3 separate regions of the Sus scrofa genome follow, and all the other regions are linked to region 3. The links are chromatin contacts, called in public HiChIP or PLAC-seq maps. All regions are on one chromosome and are shown on one strand. The core of a region is the stretch at or near the end of the contact, and the rest is flanking DNA. Distances in the headings are between cores, read along the strand shown. Region 1 has its middle 61 kb from the start of ARRDC3. Region 2 has its middle 100 kb from the start of ARRDC3. Region 3 overlaps ADGRV1 (G-protein coupled receptor 98).

Evidence for each region. HiChIP or PLAC-seq counts read pairs in DNA pulled down with a chosen protein or histone mark.
Region 1: an H3K27ac HiChIP or PLAC-seq map of alveolar macrophages shows a contact between it and region 3. The contact joins two enhancer-like sites. A contact is called at or near these places in 7 of 47 Hi-C or Micro-C datasets (embryonic fibroblasts, fetal heart ventricle, fibroblasts and 3 more) and 2 of 2 datasets of contacts at active chromatin or transcription factors (alveolar macrophages and skeletal muscle).
Region 2: a contact with region 3 is called in an H3K27ac HiChIP or PLAC-seq map of alveolar macrophages. The contact joins two enhancer-like sites. A contact is called at or near these places in 2 of 47 Hi-C or Micro-C datasets (embryonic fibroblasts and liver) and 1 of 2 datasets of contacts at active chromatin or transcription factors (alveolar macrophages).

The regions. Positions count from the first base shown.
Region 1 is chr2:98,381,575-98,386,015 of Sscrofa11.1, reverse strand. No RefSeq gene overlaps it. Among named protein-coding and RNA genes, the nearest start is that of ARRDC3, 61 kb to the left of the region's middle. Within about 2 kb of position 2,920, at least 15 of the 83 cell types and tissues checked have an H3K27ac peak or open chromatin away from gene starts, as enhancers often do. A contact at or near this core is called in alveolar macrophages, where this site is marked.
Region 2 is chr2:98,338,097-98,342,712 of Sscrofa11.1, reverse strand. No RefSeq gene overlaps it. Among named protein-coding and RNA genes, the nearest start is that of ARRDC3, 100 kb to the left of the region's middle. Within about 2 kb of position 1,287, at least 14 of the 83 cell types and tissues checked have an H3K27ac peak or open chromatin away from gene starts, as enhancers often do. A contact at or near this core is called in alveolar macrophages, where this site is marked.
Region 3 is chr2:98,210,617-98,215,297 of Sscrofa11.1, reverse strand. ADGRV1 (G-protein coupled receptor 98) reads right to left here. Exons shown (of 91, transcript XM_021085372.1): 88 at 1,657-1,778. Among named protein-coding and RNA genes, the nearest start is that of ARRDC3, 230 kb to the left of the region's middle. Within about 2 kb of position 2,022, at least 8 of the 83 cell types and tissues checked have an H3K27ac peak or open chromatin away from gene starts, as enhancers often do. A contact at or near this core is called in alveolar macrophages, where this site is marked.

The sequences.
Region 1 (4,441 bases), core at 1,671-4,170, 170 kb before region 3:
CTAATCGACTTTGAAAATTTTCAGTTCTGGGGCTTCTATTGGAAGACACTGTGATTGGACCTGCCTCTTATTGTCGATGCATCTGCCAGTGAAAATGGACTAATGTTCACTCTCCTTGCAAAAACCACCAGAACTGAGAGCACTGTGACATTTTTTAAACTGTGATTTCTTGAATTACTGGAACCAGTTCTTCTAAGTTTACATCTTTGTTTTCTACTTACTCAAATACTGGAAGAGATATGTAAAATAAAAGAAATGCCTTCTTAAGTTTTTTTAAATACAAAAGTGTTCTTTCAAATGGGCTTGAGATGGAGTAAAACACCAGCATATTTGAGATTCACTTCCAATGGTAAATTCATCCTCTATATACTTTTAAGAGTAAATGCTTGCGGGGCTTTAAAAAAACACCTCCATCTTTTTAAATGTCAATTTACTCACTGATGATGCTCTCAGAAGTTAGGAAATATTTTGAGACAGAAAGTGGGAATAGAGTGATGCAATATTTCTGAGTGTCAATTGATTTCACAATTTGTTTTTCAATCTGTTTGGACTTCCAAAAAGGAAGATTCTCCTATGTCAACAATCTCAGGAACTGAAGCTTAAAATATGAGGGACAAAACCAATATATATAATCATATTCTTTGTTTGGAGACTGGCATTCATGTCTGATCTTCTGAGAAATGTTAATTTTTGCCTGAGAAATTTCTGGCTTGCTTCAACTGAACACACGAACCATGAAACATAAACAATGCCTAGTAAGAAAACTTTCTGTCTTCTCCAAGGTCAAAGTTGGTAAAAGGAGAGGGAATTCAGTTTTCTTTACTCAACAGTATTCATCATTCTTGCAGTCAGTGTGCTCATAAAGAAGCCAAACCTCTTATAGTTAGTAAAAAGATACAGCAAATTTTCAGATCTAAAATATAAACTGATGAAACTGGAAAGGTATAAAAAGATAATTAACATCTTCCATTTCCAGATTTAAAGTCTGAACTCTGTGCTCTCCTTGTTAAGACAAAGTCAATGTAATTGAAAACAAGAATTTGTTTTCTTACATTTTACTACTCCAAACACCTATAAGAACTTTTGCTAGTACTGAAGCTGTTAAACTACCCATGTTTCTATGCGTTTTTTGTTTTGTTTTGCTTTTTTTAGGACCACACTGGCTGCATATGGAGGTTCCCAGGATAGGGTTCAAATTGGAGCTGCAGCAGCTGGCCTACACCACAGCCACAACAACACCAGATCCGAGCTGGGTCTGTGACCTACACCATAGCTCACAGCAATGCTGGATCCTTAACCCACTAAGTGAGGCCAGGGATTGAACCTGCATCCTCATGGATACTAGTCATATTCGTTTCCACTGAGCCACGATGGGAACTCCAGTTTCTATGTGTTTTTCCAACCTCTGCTGAGCGTTTCTGGTATGGTATAGATGGCTCAGTGATAATAGGTAAATGAGGAGGAAAGAAAAAACATAACATTTCAAAACAGCATTAAGAAAAGCAGTAATAAAACATAATTGTCTGGAAATGACAGCCTTGGAGACAGGTGGGTCAAATAAAATGCATCATATTTAGTTTGGAGTCAGGAGATGACTGGAATTTGTCTCTATTGAGCATTTATTTGGTAAACTTTAGCCAAAGTTTTGTGACTCAATTTTCAAAATGTAGCTAAAATAAAATGACAGTGTGAAGTAATTTTTAAAAGTAATGGTGCCAATTAAATACAAAGTGGCATGAAGACATCATATGGAAATAAAACGCGAATTCTGTCTTATTGCCAGATCCAGAAGCAAAACTTTGAGAAACTGTCAGTATTATAATTGCAGAATCCTTCACTGCATATTCTTTCAATATTCTTAGATTTTTCTCATCTTTACTATACCACATTGTATTAATAGGTACCACAGCTATGTTTATTTAGTTTATTCAAGTCACAGTCAACCGGCATAATTAAGAATTATCTTCCCATACAGCTGTGGCCTGATCACAGCATTTTAAATTCCATGTATTTAATACCTCTGTAAAATAACTACCATGCTAGAATTATGATGATAATATGATGAATCACATCAATCACAACTTACATGAAGTTTTAAATCTGTTAGAGCAGATATAGTAGTAAAAATAAAATACCACCTTCCCTAAAACTCTTCTAGCCCTAAAGGCCATCTTTTTAAAATAAACGCTATATGAATTTCCTCCATATCTTGCCCGTGTTAAGAGTATTAATACACTTTGCAAAATGTGCAATTCATTAGCAGGTAGTAACTCAAGCAAAGGAAGCAAACCGGCTGGATCAGTGATTTGTCAGCAAGGCCTGAATCACAGGAGATTGGTCTCTGGTGTATCCTCTTGGTCCAGAAAGTGGGAGGTGGTGGTCTAGGGAGCCAGGAATTGCCTGGCAGCAACAACACACTGGCTGTTGCCCAGGGTAGGTTGCATTTTTTGGCTTTTGCTCCTGAACCAAAAGTTCAAGTGTGAAAACCAGGACTAAAGCCTCTTCTCAGCTGGATCCAGGACACCCCCAGTTCAGCCAGAAGTTAGAGGGTGGAGTGGCCCAGTGTTCCAGGAGTGGCACATGTCACCAGGAGGTGTGGCAGGGCTGTGTCCCAACTGCGGAATTGGGCTTGCCACACATCCTTCATTTCATTAATATGCTGAGTTTCTGGGTGACTGGGCAAAGACGCTGTTGAGACAAAACCAAGATGTGACTTACGTGCTGAGTCTATTATCTCAGTTTTGGGAGTTGCGTACTGGAGAAGAATCAGGCTATAGCCCATAGATTTCAACTCATCTTTCCACCATGTACCTGAAAGCTTCTCCCGGAAACTCATTTCATCATTACTCGGAGTAAAGCGCTCATGTTTCTCTCTTGCTCCTTTTGCATAACTAACTGCTTCTACAACAGTGCTTCTTGGAGTGGACTCTGCATTCCAAGGAAGGGAACACTTCCCCACGTGACCTCTCCTGGCATGACCTGTTCCCTTATACTGCTGGCACTGATATGCTTTCATAAACTGTATATAGACAATTAAAATGTAGGCTGTACTTATGGTGAAAAAAATCAGAAGAGCACAGAGATGTATGAACTGAAAGTATTAAAAATAAAAGTCCACCTGCTGTCCTTCTGTGGCCTCACTCTCTTGGTATTTTTCTGAATTTTGCTCTGAACACACACTACACACACACACACACACACACACACACAAACACACACACTATATATGTACTATATATATACTATGTATAAATATTTTTGTTTCTATAAATCTGTGCTTTTTTGGTTTTGTTTTATTTTTTACAAAAAATGAGCTCTCACTCTTCTCTTTGAGCAAACATGTGCACAGACAGCAGTTGGAGGAGGGGCAGGTGCTATGTGTCTTCCTCCCAACCCTCTCAGGCTTACCCCATGCTCTGGCTCTGCATGACCTCAGAGGAGAGCTTCCTGGTGTGGCGTCCAGGACTGGGGCCATGCAGCAGAGGTATAGCCACTGGTACAATGAACATTTGGTTCTCAGATACAACTCACGCAGCCAGGATTCAGGTACTTGTCTTTCAGTGCCCAGCAGAATCCAGCATCAGTCCAAATTTAACCAGCCAGGAAGGAACATGGGAGTGCAACTGTGGTAACATGATTCAGCTGAAAATGTCAATGACTTAAAGGAAACTGGAATGAAACTTCCCAATGGCTAAAATTTTATGGTTCACTTTTGCATGGCTCTTGGCACAAAAGGCAATTAGGATGTATGTGCAAAATGGTAGGCTGATTAGTTGTTCACACACAGGAAGATAATGCTTTTCACACATTTTAATTGGTTTTCTGCTAAGGAAAGTGAAATTTCAAATCATAAAAGCGTAGCATCCTTCATTTTAGTAACAGGTAATATATCCTGAATATCATTGAAAAATGACAAAAGACACATATTTCCAGGGAAAGTTGAGGTTAAGACACTGCTGTCATAGAAGACAATTATAAAATATTACTATTCACACAATACACATATCCCTGTACAGAAATATTATGATTTACTATTTTAATTTTAAGGGTTTGTTTTTTGCATTTTTCTTGTTTGCCTACATCAACCTGTAGTTTAGGGGAATATACTGCCTCAGAAAGAGGGAGGAGAAAGACTAGAGTAAAAGGGTTAAATTAAAGTCCTCTATAACTTTTCTAAACACTAAGGTAGATAGAATCATCTTGAAAGCAAACACTTCAAGAACATAAAGAGCCTTTTAAGCCCCATAAGACCTAAAGCCTGAAGGAGCCAGAGCCCTAGAGTTTCTATCCTAAGACAGAGAGTGGGTAAAATGGGAATTCCTGCTGTGACCCATCAGGTTAAGGATCTAACATTGCTGTAGACATGGCATAGGTTGCAAATGTGGCTTGGATTCGATCCCTGGCCTGGAAACTTCCATATGACACGAATGTGGCCCTCCCC
Region 2 (4,616 bases), core at 38-2,537, 130 kb before region 3:
GAATGAAATTTTGAGAGATAGATGATCTCTGCTTGGACATGTTGAGTTTATCAGCAACTGCAGGATGGAGCTCAATAAAGAATAGGCAACTGGATATGTGGGGAAGAACAGTGAATGGATACATAAAAGGCAAGTAAGGATATACAGATCCAGGAGTTATCAGCATGTACCATTTCCTAGGAAATGTAGAGAAACAAAAATGCCAATATTTAAATAGCAGGCACCGGTAAAGAAGATAAGGAGTTCCCATCGTGGTGCAGCAGAAACTAATCCAACTAGGAACCATGAGGTTTCAGGTTCTATCCCTGGCCTTGCTCAGTGGGTTAAGGATTCAGTATTGCCGTGAGCTGTGGTGTAGGTCGCATACACAGCTCGGATCTTGCACTGCTGTGGCTCTGGCGTAGGCTGGCAGCAACAGCTCCAATTCAACCCCTAGCCTGGGAACCTCCATATGCCACAGGTGCAGCCTTCAAAAGACAAAAGACTATATATATAGTCAGAGAAGTCAGAGAAATTGTCTCTGGAGACAAGCAAGTGGAGAGTTTCAAGATAGAAGTGGTGGACTTCCTATCACAGAAACATAGGAAATCATTTGATTATGGTGAGGATGAAAATTAAATGATTTGGAAATAGGAAAATCTTTGATGAATTTTACCAGGGAAATATGAGAAACTGAGCCATAAGTAAGCTAGATGGAGATTGAAGAGAAATTGGGATATAAAGAAATGAATCTGGAGTTACCTGGTGGCTTGTAGATGAGGATCCAGTGTTGCCACTGATGTGGCTTGGGTCACTTCTGTGGCACAGGTTCGATACCAGGCCGGGGAACTTCTGCATGCCATGAGCACAGCCAAAAAAACAAAAATCAAAAGAAAGAAAAGAAATGGAGCCAAACTCAGAAACAGACTCACAGACACAGAAAACAAACTTACAGTTACCAAAGGGAAAGTGGGTAGAGGTATCATTTAGAAGTTTGGAATTAACAGATACACACCACTATATATAAAATACATTACCAGAAAGGATTACTGTATAGCATAGGGAACTATTATATTCACTATCTTGTAAAAACTTACAATGGAGGAGAATCTGGAAAAGAACATTGTGTATGTGTGTGTGTGTGTGTGTGTGTGTGTGTGTGTGTGTGTGTGTGTGTGTGTGTTGCGTACATAACTGAGCCGCTTTGCTGTACATCTGAAACTAATGCAACATTGTAATTCAACTATACTTCAATTAAAAAAAAAAAAAGAAATGCAGCCAGAGAATGAAGGCCTTCTTTTGTGGAGCTGGGCTGTGAAAGAAAGGAGAATGGTAGAAGGACAGGAGTGCTAGCTGTGAAGTGGGTGCAAAGTTGAGGGAGAATTATTTATTTATTTATTTGACTAAATCTCTTTTACAGGAGCAAGGAACATGTTATTGAGATACAGTTTTTGAGGAAATAAGTTATGAAACAAAATATTGCAAGAGAGAGCAAGGGATTTGCCTTTGAAACAAGAAGAATTAACTTTTAGTGCAGGAGCTTAAACTTCTGAGATGAGAAGAAAAGGGAAATGAGTCATAGGGTGCTGACACATATGTTTGCTGCAGTCCTCTGTGACATAGGCGATGTGGTCCCTGCTAAGAGGGCAGAGGATGTGAAAGCAACTCGATCTCAGTAACTTCACTGATATGTCTGATGGTGCTAAACCATAGTGGGTTTATATGTCAAGGGTTCATGGTTAAGAGGACTTGATGCACACATAAAATAAAATATTCAAGGCAATGACATTTCTACGGATATGTGCACATGGCCTGGTTTAGGACCAGAAATCGGAATGCGAGGCCAGAGAGGACATTTCAAGGTCAAGGATATGAAAGCAGCCAGGACAGCAGGTGAGATCCCCTCTGAATGGGAAAATGAGATTGTTAGAGCGACTGATTTTTCTTTGACATAGGCCTTGACACCATCTTCTTTTCATCATTAGAGTGCGTTTAGTAGTCACTATAATTCAAGACATTATCTAATAATGATTGAATGTACTCAAATTTGAGGTTTTCAGTGTTTTTAAATAACTTTCATTTTGAGAGGGATGAGAACTTTTAGTGAAGGAGTGATGTATGGAATTTTCTATCGTCAAAATAAATAGCTATGCAGTTCCTGTAGTTCTCACTGGGAAATAACAAACAAAACACTTTACATATTTACTCAGTATTTTTGGCATATGTTTGATAGATACATTTGGTTTAAATCCATAGATTATAGCTGTGGTTGATTCTTTATATATTTGTCAATATAATTATCTCCTAGTTTTAGTGGTACTAAATGTTTCTTCAGTGCAATGTAATTTTTTTTTTATTCTCAGCTTTTGTTCTTTCCCCTTTTCATTTTCTTGTCTCTTTTTGCCTTCGCCTGTGTTACCCTGCTGAGTTAACAGTATCTGGACACAGAGTAAGCACTGGATAAATACCTGCTGATTCACTGACCCAAATCCTGTGAGGATGCTCCAGTCACAGGGTCAAAACAGGAAAATGAGGTTGCCAATTTAAACCTGTCTTCCTGGTTGCTTCAAGCCACCCATTCTTGGCTAAGCAGGGTGTGTGAGCAAACTACCTTGCAGTATTACTGGCAGTGCTGTTAGGAGTGTAGGAGGGAGAATTTACTAAAGTACAGAAATCTCTAGCTGGGGTTTTCTTTGTCTCCAGTTGCTAATCTTAATTACACTGTCAACCTAAAGTTATCACAGGTACCTGACACCCATTTCTTCCTTCCTTTCCCTTCCTTCCTTCTATAGCCGCACCCATAGCATATGGAAGTTTCTAGGCCAGGGACTGATTTGAGCCACAGCTTCAACCTATGCTATAGCTGCAGCAACACCAGGTCCTTCAACCCATTTCACCAGGCCAGGGAATGAGTCAGTACCTTTCCAGTGACTCAAGCCGCTACAGTAGGATTCTTAACCCAATGTGCCAAGTCAGGAACTCCTCTTCCTTTTCTTTAACTATAGCTTCATTAGCAGAAACAAAAACTGGGGGGATGAGACCAGTTTTGACCAGTGGTTTTGACAAATAATCAAAGGTTAAGAAATTGTTCAAGGCAACAATATTCGAATACTTATTTTTAGTAGTTCCTTAAAAAGAATTTTTTAGGTGTCCCTATCATAAATAGTATGCCAAGGGCTTTCCCATGCTATGTATTTCTGGTGAAGTCATGATATGCATTACTCTGTGGTGTTGTATTTTTGGCACAATGTTTGACTTAAAAGGTTACTGATTTTTCCTAGAAAGTTTTTGTTAGTCTATTGAATATGTAGGGTTTTTTGGTTTGTTTTTTGTTTTCCTTGGCTGCACCTGTAGCATGTGGAGGTTCCCAGGTTAGGGGTCCAATCGGAGCTATAGCCACCAGCCTACTCCACAACCACAGCAATGCAGGATCCAAGCCATGTCTCTGACCTACACCACAGCTCATGGCAATGCCGGATCCTTAACCCACTGAGCGAGGCCAGGGATCAAACCTGCTTCCTCATGATTGCTAGTCAGATTCATTAACCACTGAGCCTGATGGGAACTCCTGAATATGTAGTTTTTAAATCTTTGCCTGTTGTTTCATGTGCAAAAGGATTTTTTTTTTTTTTTGAATCACGCATGGCTTTTTACAACCACCATCTAGACAGCTAGAATTTTCAACAGGAATATGTACATTCCTCTAATGCAGTAATATACAAGAAAGGCTAGATCCATGTCCTGATGGAGTTTATCTTCCAATGAAGAAGACAGTTTAGAAAAGCAAGCAAAATGATAAATGTATAATATAATTTTAGGTGGGGGATTAGCATTATAAAGAAGAATAGAAAAGAGAAAGAGGGCAGCATGGTGGAGCTTGCATGAAAATGGGAGTTGCTGTTTTAGACGAGGTGATCAGAGAAGATCTTTGTGAAGAGAAGACTAGGCAGAGACCAAGTGAGGAACTGAAATGTTAGAAGGCCTGGGGAAGCTGAGTCAAGCAGAGGGAAAGCAAGTGCACAGCCTATGAGGTGGCAAGGTGTGTATGAAGAATATCAAGTGGGCCAGTGTGCCTGTGCTACATGAATGCGAGAGAGGCTGGTTACAGACAAGTTAGGATAATGTTGGATTCTTCAAGTAATATTGAGGCTTCTGGATTTTGTTTTCCAGGTAAATGTGGGTAGCTGTGTTAATCAGCTGGGGCTGCCATAGCAAAATACTACAAATTAGGGGGCTTAGGATAACGAAGATTTTGTTTCTGAGATTTGTGGAAGTTGAACGTTTGAGATCAAGGTACAAGCATAGTTGGTTTCTATGAGGACTCTCTTTGTTGCAGACAGCCACCTTCTCCAGCCTTTACTTCATATGTGTTTACATCGGGAAGAGAGAGCAAGCCAGCCTATGAGAGTGTCAGCATGCAGGTAAGCTCTGCTCTTTTTAATTTTCCCAGCGTTATTGAGATATAATTGACATATAATATTGTGTGGATTTAAGGTATACAATATGAGGATTTGATCCACTTATATACTGCAAAATGATTATCACTAATGGGTTAGGTAACACCTCCATCATCTCACATAATTACCTTATTTTTTTTTGTAGTGAGAATATTTAAAATCTACTCTCTTAGTAATTTT
Region 3 (4,681 bases), core at 773-3,272:
GCATGAACAAAATAGTATACTTCCTAGTATCAGTTTTTAGGTCACAATTATTAAGATGTGAAAAAAGAGGCATTCCTGTTGTGGCTCAGGGGTAACAAATCCAACTTGCTTCCCTGAGGACATGGGTTTGAATCCTGGCCCTGCTCAGTGGGTTACAGATCTGGTGTTTCCATGAGCTGTGGCATAGGTCACAGACATAGTTCAGATTCAGTGTTGCTGTGGCTGTGGCATAGGCCAGCAGCTGCAGCTCCAATTGGACCCCTAGCCTGGGAACTTCCATATGCCACAGGTGCAGCCCTAAATCGGCAGATATTTTAAAACCCTGTTCTGTGTACCACTGCGTGTCCACCAAATAAAATCCATCTGTAGGATGTCAGTGGAGACTTTGGTGTTAGTTCCACTAGGCCTAGAGATTCAAAGTTGACCAAGACAGGCCTCAGAGCTGAATGGTTCACTTTTGGGGCTCAGCTCAAATACCAGGACAGGCAGGAGTAAACAGGTTCTTCACTCTGCTCACTTAATACTTTCCTTACCAGCGCCTGCCACAGTGTACCCTTACACTGCCACAGTGTACCCAAGCTACTTGTTTGCTTGCTCTTTGAAGCATCAGCTCCTAGAGGGGCAGGGCTGTCATCTTCATCCTGTAGTCATGGCAGCACTGGCACACTGCCCTAGGAGCAGGGACCCAAACATAACTCATTATTGAGAGATGTCTCTATATCAACTTATAACAACTTGATTTCAAACTTTTAAGCTTCTTTCTTTGCCTCCCAAAATTGATATTATGCCTTGATTAGGCACTATGCTGTTAGATACAATCTCATTAATGACTCTGTCTCCTAAGAAGCAAAGTTAAATGTGTTTTGAGTCGTATTTCAGTTATGAGCTATAGCCCTCATATGTTTTTATACAGAGGTTTCTTGCAAGATGGTGGTCCAAACCAGGGCTGTTTAGGGATACCTTTGGCAAAGTCAGGAAATTGTTTTAGTCTAGGACAGCTCTTTTCACTCTGGAAAATAAGAAAAGTGAGTTCATTTGTTCCATGTGCTAATTTCAGGGTGCAAGTTTTTTCCATTTAACAAAAGGACTAAAAAAGTCAGCTTTAATTTTTGCTACAGTTATATAATTCCTAGTTATGCTACCCAAACATGCTCACAAAGCTATTTTAAACTAGGCATTGCCAGACTTGAAGGGTGTCAATCATTTTTCAGTGAACCAAAACACTAAGCACCAGACTTAAGGAATTGCTTGACCATCATTGTTATTTTTCTCCTCTGGAGCTGATCTAATTTCTAGACACAGTCCCAGTCCAAATATGTGCATATGCCCTGGATGGTTGCCATCTGCAAAGTTTATAAACATCAATTCTGTTGAAAAAGAAACATGTTTTTGTAGTTACTTAGGTGTTGTCAAAATGAAGGAGAATAAATATTTTATGTCTTCCCTATCTGTATAACCAGTAAGGTAGAAGCACAGCCATATTTCAAGCATTAACAACTTTTAACATAATCTTTATCCTTTTATTCCACAACGCTGTACACTGTTTTTGAAAGTGAGAATTCACCTACATGTAGACGCTTGATTCCTTTACGTTGAAACTCCATGCCTTGTGTTCATTAGGATACACATGTGCTGTAACCAAACAGTAAGGCTTACCTGCAGACTGTTGAAAATGACAAAGAGGACCAGCATCCAGAAGTGTCTGTAAGCCATGTGCAGGCCTCCCCAAAGCCATGTCATCGAAATGAGGGCAAAGAGATACAAAACCAGTGGAATTTCTAGACACCATTTAAAAAAAGAAGGAAGAAAAAAAGATTTTTTGAACTTCAGAATACTGCATAATCATACAGATACAAAAAATTATTTTTAGCTCCTTTCTGGAGATACTTTCTGCACCTAAGTACCCATTTTGAAAGAACAACCTTGGAAATCCCATTCTTACGCCAGAGAACAGAAGGCGCATTGCTGAGTCCACATTCCTTCTGTTTTGCTGGTAGGTAGGGGGATGGAGAAGGATGAGAACTGTTCCTCTCCTAGACTACCACCTGCTGGACAGTTCAGGAAGTGCCATGAACAACTGCAGAGATGGCAATCACATTTCAATCCTGGGGAAAACTGAGGATATAAATCTCCTTAATAGAAGATCTCTACTAGAAAACAGTAGGCACAGTGTGTTCCCAACATTACTGTAGTCCAGTTCAACATTTTAAAACATTAATGACAAAACGGGTTTGTATATAATGGAAAAATATGTATTTATCTCTTTTTTTTTTTCCTGAGTAGACACCAAATTTTACAGCTACGGTTAAGAGCAAAGATGAAGTAACGGATTACTACTGTCAACACCAAGCCTCTTCTATGCCTTATTTTATCATGCAATTTGTTGTAACAGTTTCCAGAACAGATTTCTTCAGGGCCAAAAGACTTCGTTACCCTTTCTACTTCCTTTTGATATTTGGGATTCACAGCAAAAATTTTAAAGAGGGGTTATTTAAATGGCAAGCTACATAATATCTGGAGAGTGAATTAGATCTTAGTAGCTACAAATAAACACATTTTCAAGCTACAGAAAGACATCAGGATGGAATCACTAACTCTTATGACAAACTTCAAGGTCCCTACACACTCTCCATTATCGATTAATGCCTAAAATATACATGCCCTGTGGAAATTTGAAGTTATTTACAACTTTATCAAATTTAACATTTTATTTTGAAACAATCTCAAACTTGCAGAAGAGTTGCATGTATGACAACAAAGTTATTTTTTTTTCCTGAACCATTTGAAAGTTGCCAACCTGATCCCCCATACCCTTTAAACATTGTAATATGCATTTTCTACTAAGATATTCTCCCACATAAACACAATACAACCATCAAATCAGAAAATAAACACATGTTATGACCATCCTCAGATCCTATTCATGATCTGTCAATCATTCCAATGATTTCCTCTGTAGAAGAATCCAGTTGGCATTCTCTACAGTCTGCTTTAATCCAAAACACTTCCTTTGAGTGTCCTTGGCTTTCATGACTCTGGCATTTTTGAAGGTTACCAGCCAGTTTGTCTTGTAGAATATCCTTAAATTTGAGTTTGATCTTTTCTCATGCTTTACATGACAAATTTTGCCAGAAATCACAGAAATGATGCCGAGTTCATTCTTTTTACATCTTTCTAGTGGTTGGCACAAGAATTCAATTTGCCCCATTACCAGGGATATTCATTTTTGGTCATTTTGATTAAGGTAGTGGCTGTATGAATTCTCCACTGCAAAGTCAGTCTTTTACCATTGTAATGAATATGTACCTTGTATGGCATTACTTTGAAACTAGGTAAACATCCTTTCACTTATCAAATATTTGACTTATTCATTTATTTCTATAATAAGACTCAGAGACTCTTACTGTATAATGGGTTATCTATTACCACTATTTATTTTGTTTTTTTGTTTTTTGGCTGTCCTGTGGCTTATGGAGTTCCAAAGGGCCAGGGATCAAATCTGAGCTGGATTTGCAACCTACGCCACAGCTGTGGCAATGCTGGATACTTAACCCACTGCACTGGGCCAGGAATCGAACCCACATCCCTGCTGCTGCAGAGACACCATAGTTCCCATTGTGCCATAGCAGGAACTCCACTACATCTATTTTGATGTACATGATATCCTAAGTCTGATTAGTAGAAGCCCCTTCAAGAAGGTTTCTGTCACTTCTGTTACATCCTCATCATTCTATGAGCACTTTCTTGCTTTCTGGCCCAACGAGATGTTTCAATCTCATCTTGTACTTTCCCTGCCCTGGTTTTGGTATCCTTTAGGATAGAATGGTGTTAAAAGCCAAGATCTGGGGCTGCTGGGTATGGTCACTGTTCTTGGGGTGCTGCTGCTCCTAAGTTTTCTGAATGGACAGAGCTAGAGAAGACATAGCTGTACACATGTGCACACAAACATTTACACATGTAATTCTCGATCTCCGTAGAATGAAAATCATTTGTTCACACCAATACTCGCAACTCCAATGCAATGCCACTGGGTTAAGTGTAACTTTCTCTCTTTCTGTACCTGTAACTCCCTTCTCTTTTATTAAGAAATGCATTTCCATTATTCCTAAAATATTTACCTATTTGATCAACTCTACTGGGTTGTAACCAGTCACCCACTGTTGTCATCCTTCCCTTGCACAGATGCCCTGCCAAAGCCACACCAGTTCTCTTGAGCTTCATGGGCACACCCCACCCTTCATCTGGAGCTTCCCTCATAATGACAGGGTTGGGATACTCCATACTTCCAGTGGGTGCACACCTTGCTCTGTACAAACTAATGACTATAGGATGGACTTGTTCTTGGAAGAGAAGAGAAAGACCAAGAAGAGAAAGAAAAGAAAGAAGGGAAGGGGGAATTGAGTTTTCTTTTTTCTTTTTTCTTTTTTTTTTAAGGAAGAAAAAATGCCTTTCGAAAGAGACCATGCTGATATCTTGTCAGATATCCCCTTCATAGAAAAATGTCAATTGTCTGAGTTATTACAACTGCACAGAGAAAAGGAGAAGAATTGAAAACAGTTTATATACATGAATGAGCTCCTTGTTATTAAAGCCTTACAGCAGGACAGGAGCGAATATATAAAGATTTATTTAATTTTTTAAAAATTCATTTCTGTTTAATGAAATCATACAATCTGATAAA